Linked DNA regions of Rattus norvegicus: region 1 is linked to region 2. The links are chromatin contacts, called in public Hi-C maps. All regions are on one chromosome and are shown on one strand. The core of a region is the stretch at or near the end of the contact, and the rest is flanking DNA. Distances in the headings are between cores, read along the strand shown. Region 1 overlaps Ccdc141 (coiled-coil domain containing 141). Region 2 holds the start of Ttn (titin).

What was found. Hi-C and Micro-C count contacts between places; a contact is called where the count stands out from the background.
Region 1: a contact with region 2 is called in a Hi-C map of the A7r5 cell line, with 2.3 times the contacts expected there. The contact joins the enhancer-like site here to the promoter of Ttn in region 2. A contact is called at or near these places in 5 of 12 Hi-C or Micro-C datasets (the A7r5 cell line, frontal cortex, hepatocytes and 1 more).

Annotation. Positions count from the first base shown.
Region 1 is chr3:82,423,378-82,430,553 of GRCr8, reverse strand. The region is part of intron 8 of Ccdc141 (coiled-coil domain containing 141); the gene reads left to right. Among named protein-coding and RNA genes, the nearest start is that of Ccdc141, 90 kb to the left of the region's middle. Within about 2 kb of position 4,378, at least 10 of the 93 cell types and tissues checked have an H3K27ac peak or open chromatin away from gene starts, as enhancers often do. A contact at or near this core is called in the A7r5 cell line, where this site is marked.
Region 2 is chr3:82,326,798-82,333,960 of GRCr8, reverse strand. It overlaps Ttn (titin), which reads left to right and starts at 1,851. Exons shown (of 297, transcript NM_032068.1): 1 at 1,851-2,056; 2 at 4,128-4,231; 3 at 6,449-6,652. The coding sequence starts at 4,141.

The DNA of each region.
Region 1 (7,176 bases), core at 3,129-5,628, 94 kb before region 2:
ATGCCTAGAGCTACGTTTCTGTTTGACATGAAAACAAAATAATTAAGCATGACATTTGCTGTACTTTTCCCATTTACATATTCCTCATTTACCATTTAAAATACATGCATCTTAAGCACCATGGTGGAAAACAATTACAATGGCCTAATTATTGAACAGATTGAAAGAGGAAACATGACCAGATAGAGAACCTGAAAAGTATTATTGAGAAAGAATTTCTTAAAATGATGTAAATAAAAATCTAATTGTTAGAGATTTTTTTTAAAAGTTACTTTTAGTCGTTTTATTCTTGAGCACCATGACTCATCTTTTTGATAGATTGAGGTAAGTATGTGTGCGTGTCTGTGCACATGAGTGCAGGCTCTAGAAAGGGAGGTGAGCTGCCTTGGAGCTGGAGTTATGAGCGCTTGTGAGCTGCCTAACATGTCTGTTTGGGAACCAAACTCCAGTCCTCTGGAAAGGCAACACTGGCCCTTAAGCACCAATCCATCTGCATGGTCTCATCCTTCTGGACCCTCGTGGGTTATTTACAATACAGAGTGGTGAGCAGTAGGAAAGCTATGGTGGATTAAGCCCAAGGCAGTGGAGAGCACCGACCAGAGCCCTGTTAGGGGAAAATGTGTCAAGGAAGGTAACCACTGAGTGGAGCTGGGAAGGATGACTCACAAGGAAGGGGGGAAGGCTGGAAGATGCAACATCAGCTATGCTTGGGAGATGTAGGCTAAGCCATTGCCTGAGGTGTGGAGGGATACACCTCAGATCAGATGTGAAGAGTGACAGAAACACTAGAGAGAGCCAGGGTGCAGTGAGGAATGTGGACACCATGATCAGGAGTGTGTGTGTGTGTGTGTGTGTGTGTGTGTGTGTGTGTTATATGTAGTTGTTGCTATTATATATCATTTACTATATAATATATAAGAAAAATATTTAAGGACTTGAAAAGTTATCTTAAGTCAAATCTCACCCAAATAACTGATGATGATATCATCATTTAACCTACCTCCCTTCTGTCCCTCTGAGAGAACGGTTGACTCTGGGTTAGGACCTTTGACTTTAAAGCTCAGGCCAGGTTGTTTAAACCTCAGCAAATAGACAATGAAGGTGGGCAAACTGTTAGTACAGAAGTAGTAAATAAATATATGATCGAAAGGTGTGGAAACTCTTCAACGTCATTCATCACAAGATCCCTAAACCCAGTTCAGGCTTAATCATCTGATTGTCAAGATAGTCAATTTTGGGGTGCTATAAATCAATAGTAGGGTGTTTCCCTGGTGTCTCTGAGGTCCTGGATTCTACCTCCAGTTCTGCAAATACAAACAGAGATATTTCATTTTATTCCTACTCAGCAGTAAACATTTTTTTCCAGTAATTTTCCAGTAATTCATAGTAAGTAAATCTGTCAGTGGCCCTTTAAGTCATGAATGTATTCACTGGAAGTCCTCCCATGTGTCCTTCCACACTACTACATATCTCTTTTGGCAGTGAACATGTTCAGGCTTGTGGTAATCATTTCTTGGTAGATTTATTTTTCCTTGCCCAATTAAAATTCTTTGCAGCTAAGAAGCACGTCTATCTTACTTTGTATTTACCCAAACAGTCTAGTGCCTTCTATTTAATTATTTGAGCCATTGACAGCACGAAATACAAACTATAAAGGAGTGGCTGGTCTGCTGGAGACTAGGCCGCTCTGAGCGTGACAGCTCTGAACGTCATCAGAGCTGCTGTGGCGACTTGTACGACACCTTCAGGACAAAACCTACTGGTTATTGACATATTCTCATAGTAGAGGAGGCATTGGCCCCTCACCTGGGGTTCTCGCCATTGCTTCCGGTACATAGATATATAATTTGCTCCTAAATGTACATAGTCTCGTCATCTCAGGGGGAGCTGGTGATTATAGTGTGTGCAGCAGGTAAAGGGACCAGCGTCGACCTCTTAAGCTATGGGAAGGTTGTCATCTGTGCTGCAGTGAGACTCTGCATTGATGCGGCTGCTTCGCAGTCATGCATGCTATGGGAAGGTTGTCATCTGTGCTGCAGTGAGACTCTGCATTGATGCGGCTGCTTTGCAGTCGTGCATGCTATGGGAAGGTTGTCATCTGTGCTGCAGTGTGACTCTGCATTGATGCGGCTGCTTCGCAGTCATGCATGCTCCTATGAGTAACTCCATGTTCGATAAGTAAGCCCAACAGACTCATTGGTTTCCCGGGTTGGACCTTGAGAGAATTCTACTTACAATATAAGTAAACATTTTTTTCCAGTAATTAATAGTAAGTAGACATTTGTTCCCATCTCCCCAAGAAAAGTTTATACAACCAAGAACAATATACTATGTCCTTCGTAACATTATATTGACACACTGAGATAAGATCAATTTAAAAGGAAAAATCTTACTAAGATAACGAAAGAACACAGATTGCCAGTGCAAGTTCTGCGTCACACCCGAGCAGCTAAGTAGAGTTAAATAAGAGAAAATACCACATGTGTCACCCTTCCACCGACTCCAGGCAGTACTGATTGTTTATTTATTATTCCTGTCATGTTCCTCACCGCTCAGGAGAGAGGTTGACTTCATCATCTCCTCATGCCACCTAGTGTTCAGAATTCTTACGTTGTCTGACAGAACAAACAGCTGGTTATATGGCATGTAGATTTAGCCTTTGAACGTGAGTTTTCTCTTCAAAAAACAGTCGAACAACCCCTCATTTACTTTAGAGAATATAATTCCATAATCTTTTTAGGGTAGGTGACGAGTTATATATGCATTTAAGGGTATAGTTGGAGTATAAAATAGAAATGATAGGACACTGAGGAAAATTTAGAAGTATTTATTAGCATGACTGCTAAAATAACATCCTGGAGCCAGGCTGGGGACGAATTTGGCCTGACACGTTTACTAACCACGTGGCCTCGGATATGTACCTAACTTCTCCCCGTTACTGACATCTTCATTTGTAAAGTAGAAATCCTAATTCTGCGTTCTTCCAGGATCTCCAGCCCATCCCAGTATGGTGATACAGGACTAGGGTGTAGCCCAGCTGAGGGCTTGCTGAGTGAATGCACATCAGAGCACTTGCCCTAGCTCTGTCATTCCATATGCATTCCACATTGCTTCAGCCACTCTAATGTGGCAAATCTATGTGCATCACGCAGTTGAGTCTCTAGTCCATAGATATTGCTGGATATTCCTTGAAGGGATTAAAAACAGAAACAATTCACACGCGATGATTTCCCTTATGAATAGAACAAAGGTCATCCTAAAAATCACTTAAGTCAATGAAGATGAAAGAAAAACATAGTGAATAGACTTGAGATACCTAAAGTTCTACTTAATGAGTCTCATTTCATCTGTAAGATGAATTTGCCTCAGGAAGCCTAAGACGTCAGTATGTAAATTTCCTTCATTCTCTTATGGATAAAACACCGCTGACACACGCATTCGATTTAAAGCTTCTTTTCCAGCATTTTTCAGCTTGTGGAGAAAACCTGCTGCGCAACAAATGCCTTTAAATACAGCTTAATAGGACCACTGTCTACCCGGAGACCGGAAGGGATGGTGCGGGGCAGCAAAACAACTTTGAGAAAGTAGGAACCCATGGGGGCAGTGGAGAATTGGGAAAGGGGACCTGAAATCCAGTTACACCTCTTCATTGGTTTGCAAGCGGGAACAATTTTGGTCAAACGTCCTGAACATGAGTTACTTCAGCAGCCTGAGCCACCAGCGGGTGTCTGAGGTGCTGCTTAGGGAAGGAAAGTGAAGACGTGGGTCCTTATATAAGCCGCCCAGAGGAGATCGGACTCTCTGAAGGCAGTGGGATCAGGGGCTCTGATCCGAAGCTGTTTTGTGTCCTTGGGTGTTTTCCAGGGTGTGTCATTTTGCTGTTTCCTAATATTGACTCTTCCACATTTATTAGTCAAAAATCTAACGTTGTTATTGACCAGCGTCTTTGGGAACCAGCATGGCAGCAGAATTACTCTGGATGGCTCGTGGTTCTTAAATCATGGGTCTTGTCGATATTTAAAAAGAGTAAAACATGCCATTCCCCGATACCATCTATGTTTGATTTGGTAAAGTTGAGCTTGGGTCTGCATTTAACACAGTGAACAGGGGAGATTTTTATTGGCTTCTTTAAGAACAAAAGCCAAGCAGTTCCTTAATCTTTTCCAAATTAGGGCCCAAAGGAGCTGACCTGTCCCCTCCCTGTGTGGAGGGACGGAGCGGTAGCATGTGAGATGCTTTGGATGCCTGGGACCCAGCAGGAGAGAACACTGTCCTTGTGCTTTTATCTCTGCCCCAACCCCCAGTCTAGACATAAATGCTTATTCACTCTGGACATATAAGGCTGAAGAAGCAGGAGGCTATGAAAAGAAAGGCCAAGGGGGAGGAGACTTTAATTCCAAGAGAGTCTGTCCGAGGCTCACAGTGTTCTTATCTGCAGGAAGACCTTCTGTAGTGTATTTGCAACAAAGAGATCCAGTATATCAAGTTCCCTACAGGTCGGGTACATAAGAGATCGGGTCCGTTCTATTTTGGGAAGGGTAATGCTTAGATCATTTCTGGAATTGGCACATGGATTCCTCACCAAATTCTACACGGGAATGAGAGAGAGGAATTTTGCATACCATTCAGCCAGTCACAGAGAGTTTGATTTTGAAAGAAGACTTCTTTCCAAAGCCTGAAGGTTTAGCTGTTATTTTTGTGTCTACAGAACTATCCCTATTATGCTTAAAACTAAGTATGCTGGTTAGTGTTGTCAACCTGACTCAAACTAGAGTCATCTGGGAAGAGGGAACCTCTGTGGAAGAATTGTCTCCATCAAACTGGCCTACAGGCATGTTTTTTGGAGCATTTTCTTTAATTAATGGTTGTTGGAGGATCAAAGCCACCTCAGGCAGTACCATCCCTGGGCAGGCGATCCTGGGTCAGAAAACAAGGAAAGCGAGTAGCTGTGTTCCTCCTTGGTCTCTGCTTCAGTTCCTGCCTCCAGCTCCTGCTTTGTCTCCCCTCAAATGACGGACTTTAATCTCTAAGATGTTATAAACTCTTTACTCCAGAGGGTGCTTTTGGTCTTGTTTTATTGCAACAACAAAAATCCAACTAAAACATTAAGTAAGGAACTCCTTCATAGGATCCTTCTCCCTCCACTCAGAGAAACATGTCCACTCTGCACAGGTTTGTGTTAAGCTAATGAAAGGAAACCTGTCATCTCCTTTATATTGCTATTATATTTTGTCATTTGCTTTATTATGTAGAGGAAACCATGAAATGTATTCCTAACAGTTGACCTATTTGCAAAGAGACAGTGGAAGAAAATCGGAGTTCTTTGATTCCAAGCTAATGAGTTACCTTTGCTTTTGATTTAAGACTCTTATTTCTAGTGCCTAGCTGGCCCTTCAGTTTATCTTCATTCATTTCGGAAGTCATACCTTTATTATAGCATCGTGACTAAGACACAGTGACACTGCATGTGCATCCAACAGCCTTGCACTTTTAGCTCTGACTCCTATGAAGATGACACCATGGTTGAGGTCTGAGAGAGGTCTTTCACAGAAGAAAGCCCCGTAGAATGAAATTCAGGCACCAGGTGGCTGCCTTCTTCTAAGAGATTCTTTTAAAGATGTGTTCGATTGATCAAAATTTAGAACAGCAGCTAACGGTGTCTGAGTACTGCCCATCTGTCCTCATTCTTAGTTACTTTCATTATTTTTCTTAATTTTCAAAACAACAGTGAGCATAGCATGATTTATTATTAAAACAGAATGAGGTTAGCTTTGTAACCAAGAAGAGATACCATAAATTCTCCATCCCTCCCCCCATTGGTAGAAGGATACTAAGACTTCTCTTTAAAGGAGGAAAGGAGACCACATCCTGACCTTTACATGTGGACTTTCCATTTATCTCTTCCCTTGGTGGACCTTGGAATTCGTCAATCTAAACTACAAATATAACACGGAACAATTCACCAACCTTAAACTGTAAGTGGGACTTAAGGGAAGCCAAGGTAATTTTAGCCACCAGAAGTTTGCTTTAGGCATTGACTTTAAATCTTATCCTTGATTAACAAGAAGCACCATTTTGTCCTAAATAGACAACCCCATATTTAAAATAAAATTGAAATCCTAGAAACAGAGCTTGCTCCTCAGTGATGCCTCAGTGAGCTATGGGAAAGTCATAAAACCACATCCTCTAACATCGGCATACCGCCTGACTTTGCTCTGTTTCTAATTGCAAGAAAAACAGGATCAGGTAAGAAAGGGTCCTTGGGTATCAAAGTTTCTTTAAAAGACTTAAGTGACTAAGAGAGCAAACCTGAAAGATGTGAGGACATTGGAGGAAGAAGAGAATTTCACCATGAAAGAGCATCTGAGAGATTTCTATAGATTTTAACTCTGTCTAGTTGAATTTGGCCGTTCACTTTGGGGCATATCAAACTGTCTTCTGTGAGAATGAACTAAGCCCCACCTTGCCTCCCTCAGGTCTCCACTAGCCTACCTCTTCTTGTCTCTGATGGTCTGGGATCTTCCCTGACAGTCTTCTGTGGGTACCCCTTCTCCATTCTCCTCAGAGGATTCCCACTTAGCAATCTGGAAAGACTAGACTTCAAGGCTTTTGCTGGTGTTACCTGGTGTTGCATGGTGCTATATACCTTTTATGATAGACCTGTTCTTCAGAGTGGTATAGAACATTCTGAAGGGTGGCTTTCTGCAATAGCACTGACTGGAAGACGACTTCTCTAGATGGTCAGCCTTTTATTGACTCACTCGTTCCCTCTCTAGCCCAAAGGTCAGAAATGGCTATCAGGAGACCGACAAAGACTGCACTCTGCTTTACCTTTTTTAAAAATATCTTTAAACATTACAGTCCTCCTTATTTTTCTTATTTTATTTTTATTTGCATAGTGTATGTGTTGGGAGGGGTATATAAACACAAATACAAGTGTCTGTAAATTCCAGAAGAGGACATAAGGTTCCCTAGAGCTGGAATTGCAGAAGGTTGTAAGTCTCCCAATGTGGGTTTTAGGAACAAACCTCAGGTCTGCTGCAAGAGCAGTATGCCCTCTTAACTGCTGAGACATCCCTCTAGCAAAATGCTTCAGTGTCTTAATGTCACCTAAGCCTCCATAGCCAATAAACAGCTCCTTCATATTTCATGTTAATTTTGTAAACTCCATCCTCT
Region 2 (7,163 bases), core at 602-3,101:
AAACATGAGCACCCAAAGGCAAGTACCTCAGCCATACTGAAAGGTCTAGAAAGTTCAAGGACAGCGGACAGACAGGCAGCTCAGGAGGAGACACACATGACTTTAGGCTTGCAATATATGATGTGTTTTCATGGCTTATCTGCTCCCGGAATTGTGCTGGGCTGGGCTCCGGATCTCTAGTCAGTTGTTCAGTTGTTAGTTGTAGTTTCCAGGACTAAGATGGCTGGACTTGCCCTGATTAAACATGACAGGACACTGACATACTCCAGATTAGAAACATATATACTGCACACACACACACACACACACACACACACACACACACACATACACACACACAGAGAGAGAGAGAGAGAGAGAGAAATAAATGCACAGATGAATTTTAAATAAATAGCAAATTATTTTGAGCACCCCAAACAAAAAGTTGACTTATTGCCTATTATGACTGACATGTTCCCTTTTATCAGGAGTCTCTGTTGGATTCTTGGGAGTCATTGTCAAGGTACACAACATGAAGCGGGCCCCTTAGGGAAGAAAGGGATGGAGTGAGTTATAGCAGGCACAGTCTGGTGGGGGTGGGGCTTGGTGGCTCCAGGACAGAAGGCAGCACTTAGGTGAAGGAGATAGCTGTTTAAATAAGGACGGGTGGTGTCAGCTTGTTATCAGAGCTGCACCACTGACAGTCGCTGGTAAATTGAAGCTGTTAAATGTTAATGAACTATCACTCTATAGGTAAGCAGGAGACAGAAAAGCCTCAAAATGTTCAAAGTCGACTGCAAGGCCAATTTATCCCACAACAGGGAACTTTTTTTTTTAATTACAAACATAAGGAAACCTAACTTAAAATTTAATTTTTTTAGTCTACTTTATTGATAAAAGTGTCTTTCCTTTATCAATGAGTCAATTTTCTCCGCTCTAAGCAGAATTTTACAAATCCCTGAGTTGAGCCACAACAAAGGCTGTTTGATATGATCTTTTGTATTTGAACTGTCTGTTGCTTGAAATTAAATTCACTCCTAAAATAGCAAGTATATCATGCCCTAAGCACTTCCCATTAGTGACAGCGAGCTGCAGAGATTAGGAGCTCACCCTGGTACTAACCTTACACCGAGTAAAACAACACTGTGGATAGTTTAAGCTTGGACTTCACCAGGCAGCAAGGGCAGCCTGTGGGTATCGGTAAATATTACTGGCAGGCAAAAATGAACTCTCGTTAGAGCAAAGGCATTGTCCCATACAGTGCACTGCATACATTATGCAGACTTTGCCTTTGGGTCTTATTTCCTGCAGAACTGTGCCACACATAACTCACTAACACTGGGGTGGCTATTCCATAGAACCAACAGGACAAATGGGTTCTCTTCAAGTGCTAAGTTTATCAGAGAAGATGAAACCTATGTATGATATAAATTACTTCATCAGCTGTCATGATTGGCAGGTCCATTTGGTTGGGTTTAGAGGGCAGGGAACAGAAGTGGAGCCTGACTCACAGAGCACCGGGCTCAAGTTCAGGATTCTTTTAGATCTACAAATGTCCAAAAGTTTTATCCTTTGTCACATTCTGGCTTCAGGTCCACCTGGGTAGATTTTTCACGTTTGCAACAAACACTCCTGTCTCTGAGCCCCTGTTGAGGTCGTTTTTAAAATACAATTCTATTTCCTCGGTAAAGCCTCTTCTAAAAGGCTAAATTTAGCACTGCCAATCAGAGGAACAGGTGGTTTGTGCTACTCCCAAATAGGTCCTCTCCCATCATGCCTTCCTAACGGAGCCAATCACAGAGCCAGGCTCTAAGGATGTTGGGCTGTCAGCAGATCTGGGAAATATAAGGGCCAGCCAGCCCCTGGCTCTGGAGCAGTCGCGCATTCCCACCTCGCCTCGGGTGTAGGGATTGCATAGAAAACAAAACTACACAGTCCTGACTGTGTGGTTTTGTTTGGAGGGTTAGAGGCTCACCGATTCATGTCGGAGATGGTTGGAAAAACCAACTCTACGTAGGACGTCGTTTCAGAACCTTGGGCTTGGTCCCACCCTTTTTGGGCACTCTTGAGAAATCAGGTGAGTGAGAACCAGTTTGTTTGACTCCTAGACCTCTTTCTGATTGGTTGCTATTTGATGATTTGAGCCACGAATGCCTTCTGTTAAAGGTTTCATCTTGCTGACCTACAGTGTGAATCTGCATTTTAAATTTGGTTTTGAAATGTACATTTTCTGAAAGAAAGAGAGAGAGAGAGAGAGAGAGAGAGAGAGAGAGAGAGAGAAATCAAGTACTTATGCCTATAACCATAGTCAACCATTCTGATTTTTAAAGAGATGCCCTAGAACCAGGAGTCTGAAGTGGGGGCTTAAATGTTTGCTTCCTTAGTAGACTTGTCTGTGGAGAATGTACAAGGTCATGTGACCAGGTGATAAAGCAAGGCAGGCCAAGAATAGCACAGAGAAAACCCATGTGGCATCAGCTACACCCAGTGACTTTTTAAGGGAATCAACTGCTAAGGTATCTGTTGCGGACTGTGGAAGAACACTTGTCTGCTGTCAGTCAAGCCGGATGGTTTATTTTGGGAGTGTGACATTTGAGATGCATGCCTGCAGCCTTAGGCCTCCAAGAAGCAAGTGCTCACAGAAATAAATTTAGTCTTCCTAGACAATGAGAATATCAAACCTATCTGGGCTCTTTAATTCCCAACATTTTTATAAGTTTTCAATGAAGCTATAGAATTGCTTTCTAGAAGATTCCAAATCTCATTATGCATTTTAATTCAACCCACAATCCAGTTATATGGTGTGAGATAATGTTAATGCTAAAAAGGGTAAGAAATAAAAGATTCTTAATTTCTAAATACACTTTGATTTCCTATCTTCCTGGGATTAGATTACAAATTGTAAATGCCCGTTATTAGATAAATACATAATTATACGTGGTTTATCTAAGGAGATAGCTATTTTTTGAGAATACACTGGCTTGCAGACAGGAAAAACTAGACATAAGATGTGTTCACCCGAAAGATAACGTGCTGGAAGCAAGAGTTCCTGAGAAATGGTTCCTGGAAATTTTTGGGTGACATCTGGATTTTTATGGGGTATGAATTTTGTCTCAAAAAAAAAAAATCAGTTACAGGACTAAGAAGGATATTGCAGGGTAACATTTAGTGAACAAAGACCGTTGTGAAGGATAAGAATGAGGCAATTGGCAATTCTGCCCTTTAATGTCAGAACATTGGTGTGCTTCAAGGAACTACTTAGGTATTTATGCATAAGAATTTTCTCATGTAGTCTCAGAAAATGGTAGATGAAATACTTTCCTCCACTTACAAAAGGGCTTAACTGCAAATTTTACTCGTTTTTTTTTTCTTTTTGTTGTTGAATATTTCACATAATGAAGCACAGATCTTTTTATTCCGATGAACAATTCCCACCAGCCCTCCGTTATTCGGTTCACACACAGCTCCGTTCATGTGAAGAACTCAAGGCTGCATTTTTCTTTCAGACCTATAATAAACTTTGGCCTGTTACATATTCTTCCTGAATATTACTTCAACGGCATTAACTGTGCCATTGCATACAATGTACAGAAATACTAGGGTGTGGGAAGCTCCTCATGCTGTCGGAAAGAGCAAAAAGCTTGAGGAGGAGAAAACACTTGCCAACACTTTTCAAGTCAGCCAACTGCTTGCAAAGTACAGATTTTTTCGTTTGGGCGGTGATTTTAAGTAAGGGGACAGAGCCTGAAGCAAGGTCACCTTATAAAACGCTGGCACTACGCGTGAGAACTGCTGGGGAGGGAACTGTTGTTTATGCGATTGTGTCTTACACGCTGTGTCGATGCAAAGGTTCATTTGTCACACCACGACTCTGAAATCCCTTGGCTGCTCCTGTGTTCTAGCATGGTTTTCCCTTTCACTCTGGCCCAACCTGAGTTCTCGGTGTTAGTATGAGCGAATGTTCCGACTCTGACCACTAGGGGGCGCTCCTTGCTCTGTTTGTCCAACCAGGAGAAGGTGTCCTCTTGCTCTAGTGCCTCATACTGGACAAATCCATTTGGGGAAATACATGTCTGTCTCCACCAAGAAGATGCTGAGGGGCCTTGAGCATCAATATTCTTACTGGGTTTTTCTTTTTTTCTTTCCAGAGTGCCTAAAAAGATGACTACTCAAGCACCGACGTTTACGCAGCCGTTACAAAGTGTTGTGGTACTGGAGGGTAGTGCCGCAACCTTTGAGGCTCACATTAGTGGTAAGCTCTTATGAAGGCTTTCCCTTCCCCTTCCACCTGCCTCCTCCAATACACGGAACGTTCTCTTTGTCTTGAAACCAAGTTTAAAAGCTGCTTTTACTATGTAAAATTGGCATAACACGACAGAAGGGTCATTTTAAGGGCACACCATTCACAGGATGCTGACAATATAATGACTTAAAAATGTTTTGAAAATGTTTTATTCATATTTATAGTTCTACAAAGCAAAAATAATTAGCATTAGGTTAAAATTTGCTGTCAGAATCCAGCAACTAAGAAGAATCAAATTTGGTCATTCTATATTTGGGTTCGGGGGCAGATCCAGCCTGACAGACTAGAACCCTAGTACTGTGGGATTCAGTGACAGAGATTCTTGGTAGATAGTCTGGGAACCCCAATTTTATACATATAAAACACACGTTTTATATACCATATTTAATAAAATGTATATTTTATGTATCATTATTAAATACACAAATATATGATATAATTTAACATTATATAATTTAATATATAAATGTTATAGTAAATATATACTATATATTGTAAATACATGCAATTATATATTTATATGTATATAAGGCATTCATCACAACTTTCCATAGGAGCAGACACAGTGACTACTCATGATATTTATTTTGTTGTTTTTCCATCTTTATTAAATTACTCTAGTGAATTAAAGAACTCCCTTTTGTAATGAATGGCAAGACATAATATCGTCTCTCTTTTTTAGCTTCTTTATTCAAAAGGGTACAAACATTTTCCCAATTTATTTAAAAGGAAATTCACCCATTTCTTTTTTCTTCATCTCTTGTTTTAGGGATGATTCTAGACCTTGCATGATGTATAACAAGTGGGCCTTGTCTGTAAACTGTACTGTTATTAATTTCAAAATGATTTAATCAATCTGTCTTCTTCTATAGTACCATACATAACTGGCTGTGTAAGGTTATAGGGTTAACTGATATTCACGATTAGTTCATAATTTAATGTATCCCTGTGGTGAACACATTTTCTCTATCTTTTTAAAATGTATGCTTGTAATAAAGATATTAACTAAAGCTTTCTTTCCATTTCCTTTTTCTGTATTATGTGTGTCTTACCTACTTCATAATGCTTTGCAAAAACATCATAACTTCACCCATCTGCTATCGATGGAAATCAGTTCAGCTTTCCTCTTGCATGATGAACTCTTAATCCCAAATGATTCGCTTGTTTTTCTTCAAGTCCTCTGTAACTTCTAAACTGAGCAGAGCACACATGGTGTCTGGGGATTTTCTCCTTTGTGTAGCAGTGAGCTGGCATATTCGCATCCTCAATTCCTTCTAATTATGAGCCTTCAAGCTCTTAGAGATACGTCACGGTTGACATCTGACACCATCAAGTTAGTCTAACAAACTTCACTCTCCCATAATGGGAGGTCAGTTGATATAAGGACAACACAGGAACATGCTAATACCATCGCCTCCTGTCTCAAGGACAGCAGTCACAAGCATTTATGTCAGATGCAAAGTAAACCTTTCCTGAAGTAGCCTTCCAAATTCTGAACACACTAGACTTAAATGAAACATGAAACCACCGATATGGTTCTAGCAGTGAGGGAAGGGAATCTGGCTTTCCTCTCACTGGAAGACTGGGTTTGGCTCTAGAGTTAACATGAGGAACAGCCTGCCCCTGTGAGGACATTTTTGCTGCAGTGACATTTGCAGAGACATTCTGGACGGTGTCCCTGAGACAGCAGAGGAGGGGACCAAGCATGCCCTTCTGAGGCAGAGCTGTAAGATGGCCTCGCTGCCTCGTGTTTTCAGAGATGGCAACTGTCACTTTCTCCTTCAAAGTTTCCACAGCTCTCCATGCTTAGGAACCCCTCTCATCATTCTAATGATGTCTCCGGAACTAAAGCCCATAGAGCACTGACCAGAGGATAGAAGATGAAAGTTCTACCCAAATTTGTACCACTGATGGCTGAGAGACCTTGGAAATATAGTGAAACTTCAGTCAAACCCCCAATCTATAAAATAAAGGGGCATTTTATAGACTATGTAATCTGCCACAAATGGCCCACAGTTTTACATTTCTAACTTATGGCTGTCGTGGTATCACTGTGGGTTCCACTCTGGCTGCTTGGCTAGGCTAGTGTAAGTTGCATTGATGAGAGAGAACAGAGGACTGGGCAACACCCACTCCAACATAAAGATGGCTCTGCTTGCCTTCCAGGTTCCCCAGTTCCTGAGGTGAGCTGGTTTCGGGATGGCCAGGTGATTTCAACTTCCACTCTGCCCGGCGTGCAGATCTCCTTTAGCGATGGCCGCGCTAGATTGATGATCCCCGCCGTGACTAAAGCCAACAGTGGACGATACTCCCTGAGAGCCACCAATGGATCTGGACAAGCGACTAGTACTGCTGAGCTTCTTGTGACAGGTAAGTTGTTAGGCACCAGCCTATCAGCTAGGCCAGAGGGCGTCTGTCTCCTGTGCAGGACAGCAGTCCAGATAGAGCTCTAAGCACAAGGGAGGCCGCTCCCAAGCTGAAGGTGTATCTGTAGGATAAGTGACCACGATGGCATTGTCCAATTCTGTCCTCTTTGAAGGTGAAGCATAAGGCATCTGAGAAGCAGGGTCTCTGTACACATCACATACTCAAAGTATCTTGAAGAAACACTAAACATCCTGTTCCTCAGCCAGTGGAGAGTTTAGAGCCTGCCCGTAAAGTTATCAAGGAAGGAGTGATCTGGAAATCACTGGGAGTTTCTATTTTAAGGAACATTCCCGTAATTCTGACATGAACAGGCCATAAGGCAGGCATTGAAAGTATTGCACAGTAAACATCCTCAGAAAAAGGCCAAATGCTTTCATTCAAATATATGACACCACTTTCCCATAAAGCCATCACCTTGGCAGGTTCTGTCCAGGAGCAACATCGTGTCTGAACT